2 separate regions of the Mustela erminea genome follow, and region 1 is linked to region 2. A link is a contact called in public Hi-C data. All regions are on one chromosome and are shown on one strand. The core of a region is the stretch at or near the end of the contact, and the rest is flanking DNA. Distances in the headings are between cores, read along the strand shown.

Evidence for each region. Hi-C and Micro-C count contacts between places; a contact is called where the count stands out from the background.
Region 1: a contact with region 2 is called in a Hi-C map of skeletal muscle, with 7 times the contacts expected there. The contact joins the enhancer-like site here to the promoter of CSNK1A1 in region 2. A contact is called at or near these places in 3 of 3 Hi-C or Micro-C datasets (fibroblasts, skeletal muscle and spleen).

Annotation. Positions count from the first base shown.
Region 1 is chr3:123,329,230-123,335,112 of mMusErm1.Pri, forward strand. No RefSeq gene overlaps it. Among named protein-coding and RNA genes, the nearest start is that of IL17B, 29 kb to the right of the region's middle. Within about 2 kb of position 3,197, the one cell type or tissue checked has open chromatin away from gene starts, as enhancers often do. A contact at or near this core is called in fibroblasts, where this site is marked.
Region 2 is chr3:123,257,592-123,263,168 of mMusErm1.Pri, forward strand. It overlaps CSNK1A1 (casein kinase I), which reads left to right and starts at 1,821. Exons shown (of 11, transcript XM_032337361.1): 1 at 1,821-2,495; 2 at 3,122-3,228. The coding sequence starts at 2,373.

The sequences.
Region 1 (5,883 bases), core at 1,947-4,446, 73 kb after region 2:
GTTCGTTGGGGTCTTAGCCACCAGCTGAGGACGTCAGGGTGGGCTCCTGGGGACACCGCTGGCCACATCGTGGTGGGGGCTTGGTGAAAGCCGTAGTTCTGTCTTCAGTTAGAACTTGTGCAGTACTCACTCCTGGGCCACCGTGCGTGGGGCATGGCAGTCTCCCTGGGGACGGGGCCTTCAGAAATGTGTGTGAATCTGTCAGGAGAGGCAGCCCGGCTTTAGCTTTTTTTAAAGATTTTATTTATTTATGTATTTATTTATTTATTTGAGAGAGAGGGAGGGAGAAAGAGCACAATAGGGGCAAGGTCAGAGGGACAAGAAGGGGAGAAGCAGACTCCCCGCTGTGCACAGAGCCCTACACGGGGCTTGAGCCCAGGACCCTTAGATCTTGATCTGAGCCATAGGGAGGTGCCTAACCGACTGAGCCATCCAGGCGCCTCTAGCCTTTTGTTAATTCAATAAATATGGATGATGAGGAGGTAAAAGCCTGGGTTTGCCAACCACACCGCCTGTGTTTGAATCCCGGCTCAACCATGTTCCAGTCGGTGACTTTGGGCAAGTCACGGAGGCTCTGCGTGCCTTAGTTTCCTCAGATGTGGTGTGAGGGCACATCACAGGGCTGTTGTGAAGGATAAACATGAGCCCTGAGAATGGGTCCTGGTGTCCTGTGAGTGCAGCTAAACGTCAGGCCTTGTGCCAGGTAGAAGGGACAATGTAGACTCGCCCCCGTTCTGGCAGGCTCTAGAATTCCAGGCCACTGAGGGCCTGGGCCCACCTTGGTCTTCCCTGCTGTGGGAAAGCCGGTCTTTTTTGGGCCCGATCTCAGCCAACCTTGGTGAGACTGACAACCGCCCCCACACGTCTCGGCCTGCCTCCACCCTTCTGTGCAGCCCCGGCTGACTGGCAGAGCTTGTGCCCGGGGGGAGCAGTCAGGGCTGGGAGCCAGGAAGACCGCTGTGCTCGGGGTGGGTGGGGGCACGGGGTTGGAGGGGGTAGGCCCGGCCCGAGCAGTCGTCCTGGGATGCCCCTACTGAGCAGCTGCTGTGGCAGACATTTCCTAGGGCTGCTGCCCTAAATCACAACAACACAACTGTCTTCTCTCACGGCTCCTGAGGCTGGAGTCCAAAATCAAGGTGTAAGCTGGACCATACTTCTTCCAAAGCAGGTGGAGCCTTTCCTAGCTTCTTCCAGCTTCTGGTAGCTTCCAGCTTTTCCTGGCTTGGGACAGTATCACTGTGATCTCCACCCCAGTCTTCCCATGGCTTTTCTCTGTGGGTATCTCCATGTTATCTGTGTGTCCAAATTTCCCATGAGGACCCCAGGCATATTGGATCTGGGGCCCATCCTGACCCAGCAAGACCCATCTTAACTTGCTTATACCTGCCAAGACCCTAATTCCAAAGAAGGTCCCACTCACAAGTTGTAGGTAGATGTGAATTGGGGGCGGGAGCACTAATCAGCCCAGTAAAATTTCTTAGCCATCACCTAACCGAATGAGTTCTTTCTCCCATTTTACAGATGAGAAACTCTAAAAGATCCCTCTGACCTACTGAGCCCTCCTGGGGTCCAGACACCGCAGCGCTGGAAGAGGGACAGAAGATGCAGAAGGGAGCAGCAACAGGAAATTCCTTCTCCGGGCAACGCCAAGGCTGCTTATCAGTGCGGATGGACTTCAGCCTCCCAGCCCCTGCTCCTCTCATTCTCCAGCCCAACACGCTCAGCCCCTCCCAGCAGCAGCCCGGAAGCAGCTTAGCTGCATGCTTGCCGAGGCCTGCTCTCTGCTGACCTGGTCAGAATAAGCCAGTGGCAGCTCGGGAAGAAAAGCAGTGGCTGGAACAAGCTGGAAAGAATGTTTATCTGGGGTCAACAGAGGATAAAGGGCTGATGCCCGTAGCCAGAGGCCCACTCATTTAAGGGCCCTCATCTCCTCTGAGATGCGGGGCACTCTCCTGTGTGTGGTGATCAGAGGCTTGCAGTGGGGTGGGGGGTGCGGCCGGGGGGTTGGGGGAGAGCCAACCCTGTTGCTTGTCTTGGGGACTTCCCGATTCAGATCGGGTTATCTTCAGCAGGACATGGAGGGTCCTCAGAGACACCCAGCCTACCTGTATCAAATAAGTGTTAGGTCTGCTACCAGACTCCCTCCCTCTGAATCCTCCTTAACCCAGCACCCGACGTAGCCACTATTAATCAGCTGGAGTGGGCACAAGAGTTGAAAACTGCCTTGTGCTTCTAGCTCTAGACCCAGGACTTAGTGTCTTGATGATATGTCCCTGAGGGGCGGAAGATGATCGTCCAGGTCCCAGGGCCCAGGGAGAGGCAGATCAGAACCGGCTCTCCCAGTCCAGATCCTAGGCACTTTGGGGGAGGCACTCAGACTTTTCTCACAGGGGTCACACCCAACCCATCCCGTCTTCCCACTCCTGTGAATTAGTCCCACTTGCTGCCAAGAGCCAGGATTCCCCGCTGCTGTGATTGTCGGCCTGGCACTGGTCCCCCAGCACGGCAGCTGCAGGACCCACCCTGTCCCCAGGCTGACTGGTCTGTGAGATTGGAAAGCTTTGAAAGACAGGTAGGAGTTTGCCTGCTCCAGAAAGGTTGAGGAGGGAATTCTGGGCAGAAGAAACAGTGTGCATGGAGGGCCAGACAGGGCTGAGTGGAGAAGGGGGCCGGGGGAGGGCTGAAGAGGACGGGAGGTGGCAGGGACATGCATGCACGTGTACGTGCACGCACGCACACACACACACACACACACACACACACACACAGAAGCCATTGTCCACAGGACCTGGGTTCTAATCTTTGCTAAGTCCCTCTTCGCAGCTGGGCCCTGCCCTCTGGGCCTTGCTTTCCTCAGCTGAACAGTAGGGAGGCAGGGCCAGGTGCTCCCTCCAGGCCATTCCTGCCTTGCAAGGGGGCTCCAGTACCCTTGTCACAGTCCTCACCGGTGGAGGAGACAAGATGCTGATCCTCAGAGAACCCCCCAGCCCTGGGCCGAGAGGTAGCCCAGCTGTCCCCAGGCCTCTGAGCAGCCCCATCCAGGACTGCGGAAGGGAGAAATACACTATGTCCTTTTCACCTCTGTGCTCCGGGGCAGGAGGCAGCGGCAAAGGGTATTAGCCGCTGCTTACTGCTCCGACCCTGGGTGAGTCACTTACCCTCCATGAGCCCTCCCTTCCGTACCACACAACAGGCCACTAGCCAGGGACCTGAGGCCTCGGCAGCTGGTGGGGTGGTGCGGGCCGGCCAGTGCCTGCACAGCCTAGGAATGTGTTTACTTCCCCCGGTGCTGGGAGGAAACCGAGCAGGGCCCCTGCTGGATTCCTTCCCAGCCAGGCCGGCAGGCCTCTCCGCCTCCTTCCTGGGTTGGCCACATTGTTTTAGGGAGCCCCTCCTAGCAGCCGCTTTGGGGGCTTTCCACCTTACTCCCTCCCTTCACAGATACAAGCCCGACCCAGCTGGGGCTGCCCACTGGTGTCAGGCCCTCAGCCCGGAACGAGGATCCTCCTGTCCCCCCAGCTCTGTGTCTAGCCACTGAGGGGCCCTGACAAGTCCCTTGCCTTCTCTGGCCTTGGTTTCCCCTTTTCTAGGTTGCAGGGACCCTTCCGTCTCAGGACTCAGAGCCTCCATGTGGCTTCCTGGAAGGTGGGGTAACCGGATGGCCACAGGCGCCGGGTATGGTCCATTCATCCCGATTTCAGTGTCGGGATGTGCCGGGCCCTGTTCTAGGTGCAGCTGACCGACACAGAGACAATCCCTGGCCTCACTGGGCAGCCGGATGGGTGTTGTACAAACGCCTCATTCTAAACTGTGACGTGTGTTGAAGAGACTTCCTATGAATGAACTCTCGGAGAGGGAAGAGATCAGGAGTCAGGGGAGTCCTCACCCGGGAGGTGACTTTTCAGCTGAGATAAGGAAGAGCTCGTGCCAGTGTCACCAAGAAAGGGGCAGGGAGGCGTGTCCCAGGTCTGCCTGAAGGAATGAGGACAAAACACTGGGTGGGGAGCATGGGGTCAAGAAGCTGACTCCACCATGAGCGCCCAAGAGACCTTAGAAAGGGCCCTTAACCTCCCTGAGGTTAATTGTCGTCATCTGCAAATTAGCAATAATAATATTTAACTGGCAAGAGACATGTGAGAACGTAGTCACTTAGCGCCCCCTGTTTATTTCAGGACCTTATGAAGAATAGACCTTCAATAATGGTCAGCAAAGCATCTGGGTATACTCAGGGCCTAGATGATTGATATCTACTGGTCTCATAATTTACAACCATGTCCTCTTTCTTTATTCTGCTCTTTTTTTTTTTTAAGGTTTTATTTATTTATTTGACAGACAGAGATCACAAGTAGGCAGAGAGGCAGGCAGAAAGAGAGAGAAAAAAGCAGGCTCCCTGCTTAGCAGAGAGCCCGATGTGGGGATCAATCCCAGGACCCTGAGATCATGACCTCAGCCAAATGCAGAGGCTTAACCCGCTGAGCCAGCCAGGCGCCCCTGCTCTTTTTTTTTTTTTTTTTTTAAGCTTTTATTTTCAGGTAATCTCTACACCCAACTTGAACTTGGGGGCTTGAACTCGCCGCCCTGAAATCGAGACTCACACACTTCACTGACTGAGTCAGCCAGGTCCCCCCTCCTGCTCCTCGTTGTACTTTGCATTTTCATGTTACATTTTAGGTATTCCTTTAAATTTCTGTAAAGGGGATATTATTATTACTATCCCTAGTATGGCTGTTACTATCAAGTGTACAAGCTGCTCAGCAAATGTTGGGACTTCTTATCACATATTCCAAGTATCTCCAGCTGCACTGATCTAAAATATACTGCATCATAGGATCGAAAGCACCTTGCAAACCCAAAGCCTTACCTGTGTGCCTGGGCACTGTGGACATGGGCATCTTTTCCCATGGGGCTCTGGGAAATGGCATGAGTAATGCGCTGAAAGTGGGCAGGCCCTGTGAGGAAGGAAGAGAACTGGAGGACAGAAGTTCTGGGAGCCCGTGAGCAGCATCAGCAGGACACTGGCTGGCCTTTCTGAGGGAGAGAACTTGGTGGTATGCAGATGGGATGAATTAAGATGAGTAAGAATTTTCTAGCACATTCCTAAGAATTCTACTCCAGAGAGGAAATGACCGTGAGACGTAGCAGTTGTGTGAGCTATACAATTATCCTTTAAGCAACCCTTTGGAGAGAATTCCGTATATTTGGGGGATGGTGGTAAGTGACATGGGAAAGTCTGAAGAGATAACGTCATCGACGAGGATTAGATTTGACTACAGGAAACGTAAGTACAAAACAATAATGGCTTCCACAACATGGATGCTTATTATCCCTCCAAAAAAGTACCAAGATGGGTGGTCCGGGGCTTCTTAGTGGCTCTCTAAATCTTTCTGGTTCACATCCACCTTCCCTATGGAATGGCCCTATCCCTCATGGGACAAAATGGTGGCCATCATACCCACATTCCAGGAAGATGGAAGATAGGACAGAGTCAGACAGATGAAAGGACGGGGCACTTGGCTGGCTCAGTTGGTGGAGCGTGAGACTCTTGGTCTTGGAATTGTGAGTTTGAGCCCTACATTGTGTGTAGAGATTATTTAAAAAAAAAATTAAAAAAAAGAAAAGAAAGATGAAGGGACAAAGATGGAAAGGACAAACGAAGATCCTCAGAAGTTCCCAGGTGATACTGCATCCCATTGGCCAGAACTAAGTCACATGGCCAACTAAGTGGCAAAGGAGGATAGGAAATGTCGTCTTCATGTAGGTAGCTACCATTCAAGCTAGTAAGTCCATCTTTGTGGAAGGGGAGAATGGAAAAATTAGCATGATATTTCTGATCTCTTTCTGCTCTGAAAGTTCAGTAGTTTGTGATTCCTTTTTTTTTTTTTT
Region 2 (5,577 bases), core at 571-3,070:
CTGGGGTGCCTGCTTCTCCCTCTGCCCCCCGCCCCCGTACGCTCAATCTCTCTCTCTCTCTTTGTCCCCGTCAAATAAATAAAATCTAAAAAAAAAAAAAATTAAATGAAAAAAATGCATTATACGGCTCATAGTTTTCTAATATCTTTATGGAAAACTGTTAGACTTGGCCCATCTCTGTACACATACCTTTGGGAATCCCTAATCTAGTGCATTCTATGCACACCTCTACCCCCCACCCCATCCTATCTCCCACAATGGAGCAACTGTATCCTCACTACACCAAAAAAATCCCTTTAAATGTGTACTCCACCCACTGTGGGGAACTCCTCAAGCTTTGTAGTCCATTAAATTTTGGAGTCTGGTAGAAAATCAGCATAAGAGCTGCTATCCCTGGGAACTTCAAGATGCTTACACTTGGCTTTTTTTTTTAAGACCAGACTCTAACAGCAGAGAATTTTAAGTAAGCCAAACGTGCCTAAGAGTCACTAAACAAAAATGTCTTAACAGTGCTGATTTGGGAGTCAGGCAGCCTGGGTTTCGGTAGTGCATCAAAACTCCATTCTAAACCTTAGGGGATCTGTTTTCACATTCAACACATTTGGATTAGAGCTTTATGAATTAGAAGTATTTAAATCGGCATTAGAGTAGCAGGGAGGAATTTCAGTTATCTCTCAGGATGAACTCCACTAATGACTCGATCAGCTTTCAAAGTTGCAGTTAAGTCTACATTTTTTTCCACTTCCATTTTAATGAAATTATTTTGAGAGATTCCGTTTAAATTTTTACAACCGAGGTTTGATTCATTCACCGAGGTTTGATTCATATTACAGACGACAGCATCAACTACAGAGCTTTCTTTTGTTATCATTACTACCAGGCCGTTTCCTCAGGTCAAATTTTGTAAACCCAAATGTGGTCAAGATTTGATTTTTTAATCGATTTTTAGTAAAAAAAAGGAAAAAAAATTACTGTATAAAGGTTAACAGTAACTTTTAACGTTTACTGCTTCAAACGTTATCAATTTTATTAATAGTTTTTTCCATCCTGTTTTTTGTATCAGTACTGCAGTTTTCAACATGACCAAGATATATTATAGAGGTTTTTTTGGGAGGGGTGGGGTGGGTGGGAATAATTTCTACTATGGCTTTTTCAGGGTTGTAAATTTTATTCTGTTGAGACATCTGCTACTAAAATAATGAATAGGGCATTGGGGGTTTTTTCCCCCTTGGGGACCAAATTTATCAGTGGAGCAACAACACAAAGGCATAAGATAATTCCTGCTTCCCTCTTTCCGGTAAAACGATTCTCCAACAGTCTGTGGAGCGCAGAATCCTAATGCTGAAGACTTCATCAACTGCTCTCCGCTAAAACCGGGAGCCAAGACTAAACCGAGCCCGGCCAGGGATGCTTTTCTCTTCCTCTCCACTAGAGGCGATAGCCTCTCGCAAAACAAAATTGGGCTGGAACAGGCTGGTCTGAGGGAGTGGCCCAGAAAAAGATCAAAGGTTAAAAATCGCCTTAAACAAAGAGCAAAGGTCAAAACTCCCAAGGAAGCCAGAAGTTCCCATCCTCCACGAAGAATGAAGGTTACTCCTCCCTAACACGCTCTCGGGGCCCGAGGACGCGCGGCCTTTCAGAGACCAGGCGGGTCGGACGTGACTAACAGGTAGCTGGATCCAAACAGCCAACAACCGGAAGTGGAAGTGAGCCCCGGGGGGGGGGGGGGAGAAGAGGCCACCTCACGCCTGCGCAATCAGCAGGTTTGAAGTACGCATGCGTGTTTGGGCGGTGACGGGGTGACGCTCGGAGCGTGGGCCGTGACTCTCACGGATCCGGTTCCGCCCTCCCTCTCGTTGCCGACCCTCCGGGTCTAGCGCCCGAGATCCCTTTCCCAGAGTGCTCTGCGCCGTGAAGAAGCGGCTCCCGGGGACTAGGGGCATTTTGTGTTGGCTGGAGCCGGAGTAACAAGATGGCGGCGTCGGCGGAGTGACAGGGGTCCCTCCGGGCGGGAGCCGGCGGCAGTGGTGGCAGCGGTATCGCCGCCCTAAACCACCGCGCCCCTTTTCCAGCCCGCGACGTCGCCGTAAAAGCGAGCCAGCGGCGGCCGCCCAGAAACAAGTGGCCCAGGCTGGTAACCGCGAGAACCCCCTCAAACAAACTGCGGCCTGGCGAAAAGAAGCCTGAGTGAGCGGCGGTGATCAGGTTCCCCTCGGCCAATTCTGGGCCTTGTAACGCCTTGAAAGAGCCACCGTTTTCCGTTTCCTGCCGCCCTCCTCCGCAGCCTTGTTCCGCGGACGAGCCCCAGAGGCCTCCGTCCCCCCCTCAGAGGTGTCGGGGCTTGGCCCCAGCCTCCATCTTCATCTCTCAGGATGGCGAGCAGCAGCGGCTCCAAGGCCGAATTCATTGTCGGAGGGAAATATAAACTGGTACGGAAGATCGGGTCTGGCTCCTTCGGGGACATTTACCTGGCGATCAACATTACCAACGGCGAGGTAATTACCCGGGGTGGGGTTCACGACCACGCTGCGCCAGTCCTCACCCCCCACCCCAACCCTCGAGTGCTCGGGCTTTTCCCCATCACACGCACGTACTGGGGAGGGGAGTCCAGAGAGAGGGAGCCAGTTTTCTTGGCTTTAGGAGCCTCCCCCGCTCTCTTTCCCTAAAAGGCAAAGAACCCGACAGAAGGGTTGGGAGAACCCATGAAGTTTCCCAGCTTGTTAAAAATGGATCTTAGTCGAACTTTTTAAGGTGTCGTTTAAGGTGAGATCGGCAAAATTGTATTTCTCTAATCCCCATGTTTCCCTACTGTATGGATTTATTTCATTGGGGTTCTTGATTTCGATCGTCAGTTTCCTTCAAAATCTCTCATTACGTTTTCTGGATGAATCATTTTTCTGCACCTTGGAGGACGTGCCGATTTCGTCACTACCCCCTGAAGAGGCCTTTGAGGCTAGTTGCCTCGTTTTATAATTACAAAGAGAGCTTTCTCTTCTGAGCCTCTTATTTTTTCTCCTAGTCTCGAGTTTGAGCTTTGCTAATGTCTCCCCTCCTCCCAAGTGACATTGAATCATTGAATCCTTAGGGATGTTGATGCCATCATCCCCTTTCTTCCCTGCAGGAAGTGGCAGTGAAGCTAGAATCTCAGAAGGCCAGGCATCCCCAGTTGCTGTACGAGAGCAAACTCTATAAGATTCTTCAAGGTGGGGTGGGCATCCCCCACATACGGTAAGAACTCGTGAGCACACAGGCGGTGCACTTAGGGAAGTAGGGCATGGGGGAAATGGGTAGAGGCAAGCAATAGCACCAGCTGAATCCGGGCCTTGTTATCTGAGTTCCCTGGGTTTACTAGCGCTGGTGGTTTCCTGAGAACCGAAAGACACCACAGTCACTGAGTCAATTTTTAGTTTGGCAACTTCGTTTAGAATTTCAGTTGGTTACACTCTGCTCCATGTAGCTTCCGTCATTCTTCTCGAGGCTTTCATTTGTAGTTAAGTATGCGGGTCATCTTTGATCTCTGCGCGGCAGGGTTGTCTGCTGCTTTCTTTATGCCGGCACCTCTGATGTTCTTAGATTTATCCAGTGAAGTGGATTTGAAGGTGCCAAGTGACCGGGTTCGGCCAGTTCGGGTTGCTATTGGAGCTGGCTTGGGAAATGGCTGCTCTTTTGTTGTGTTTTTGTTCCAACATGTCTTCCTCCTCCGCTTAGAAAATGGCGGAACGACGTGACTCAACCGCATATTCCTGCCCTTTTCTAGGCTTGGGTTCACAAGTTACTCTTCCTTGATTGGCCCTTTAGCAGCTCTGAGTGGATTAAACCTTTGAAAAGCCAAGAATAAAGGTGCGGGCGGCGGTGGGGTTCAAGGAAAGAGATGGCATAATGACAGTCTGTTGGTGATCTCTGCAGCAGATGCGACGTGAAATTGTTAAATTATACTATGCAAAATCCCTCAGAGTCCATTTAAAAGTGTTAATTATTCTTTCTTGAAGGGTAATGTTGGCTGCATTTCAGCTTGTGTACTAAATTTCTGTGAGTAATGGAAGAGGCAGTTTGACCACTACTGTGTTGAAATTGACTCAAATCTTATGTATTAAAAAGATTAATCACGTAACCACAGTGTGATAAGTAACTTTAACCTGTTGAGTTACTTGTTCAGTAACTCCTCACCTCGGGGAAACTGTGGCCTTTTGGGGGGATGGGATATTGGTGAAGGCAAACAGCAGTAGTAATCAGGATAAAAGATGACCACATAAAAACATTGTGGTTTGTTAAATGGTTAACTTTAAAGATTGTTAGTTTGACTTTGAGATTAGAGAGCATCTTCTTTGAATAGGGGCTAAAATGTACTGTAAAGCCAAGCAGTTTTTCAACACACAAAAATAACATTTGTAAAAAAGAACCAGAGACAGTTAAGAATTAAGTGGAGCAATAGTTATATCTCTATCTGCTTGAGTTTATGTTTCTAAATCTTGCGTATATTAATTCAGATGTGGAAACAACCAGAGTACAGTGCTGATAGATATTTTTAATGGAGAAGTTGAATGATAAAATATTCTATTGGTTGTAAGTGAAAAATTATTTAGAAGAAACTTGCAGGTTTATTTTGTAAGGTAAATTAATGGGAAATCCAAGATGATGGGAGATTTTAAATGATTACTATCCCTCTATCCCAGCCCCCAAAAAGCTGCTGGGAAGAATGAATGTCGTTCTGGGAGAATGAAAAAATTGTCATTCTGGGAGAATGAAAAAAATTTTTAAAGAATGGAAGTCTTACTAAAATGTCTAGCTTTTTATTCCTTCAAAGTAAAAAGTCCATTGCATTAGCCAGAAATTAAAATGTCTTGTCTTTTGCCTTTAAACATATCTCTCCACCTCGGCCCTCATTAATTTGCTTTCCATCACTAGTTTTTCCTAGAATTACACATAAATACAGTATACAGTATGAGGTAGTTTGTGTCTGACTTCTCTCACATAATGCTCTTGAAATTCATCCATGTTGGGAAGTTTTAGAAATTTCACAAATCATGTTGAATTTAATGTATTAGAAATAATTTTCAAAAAGCATTAAAGCATCTGGCATTTTCAGTGCTAAACCTTTTATCTGGTAGCTTTTATTTAAAGGCAGTGCTGATACAGAACATCAAGAGCTGTAGTTAATACACTGAATAAACATGAATAAATGAAAATAACTTGTGAGCAAAATAATAGGCATCTATAATAAGATGTTGAGTGCAGAGAGAGTTGTAGTTATAAACTGTGGGTGGAGCTAAGGAGAGATTAACCTGGCTTTCAGAGTAATGCTTCCTGGGAGAGGAAATGGGTTTTCAGGATCAGGCTCTAAGGAAGAAAGCTTGGTTGAACTGGTTGGGGAGGGCAGGCAGGAATACAGTGTGGCTTCCTGGAGTAGTCTCTAATGCAAAAGGTAATAATTGCATGAGGGTGGGGAAAGAGTAAATTTGCTTTAGGAGTGGTAGAGTATGGTACACAGAAACAGTAGTGGTTCATTGGTTGTAAAGTGTGAGAACTGTTTTTCTCCTGAAGTGAAAGGGTAGGAAGGACTTTACATAAGCATTTTTT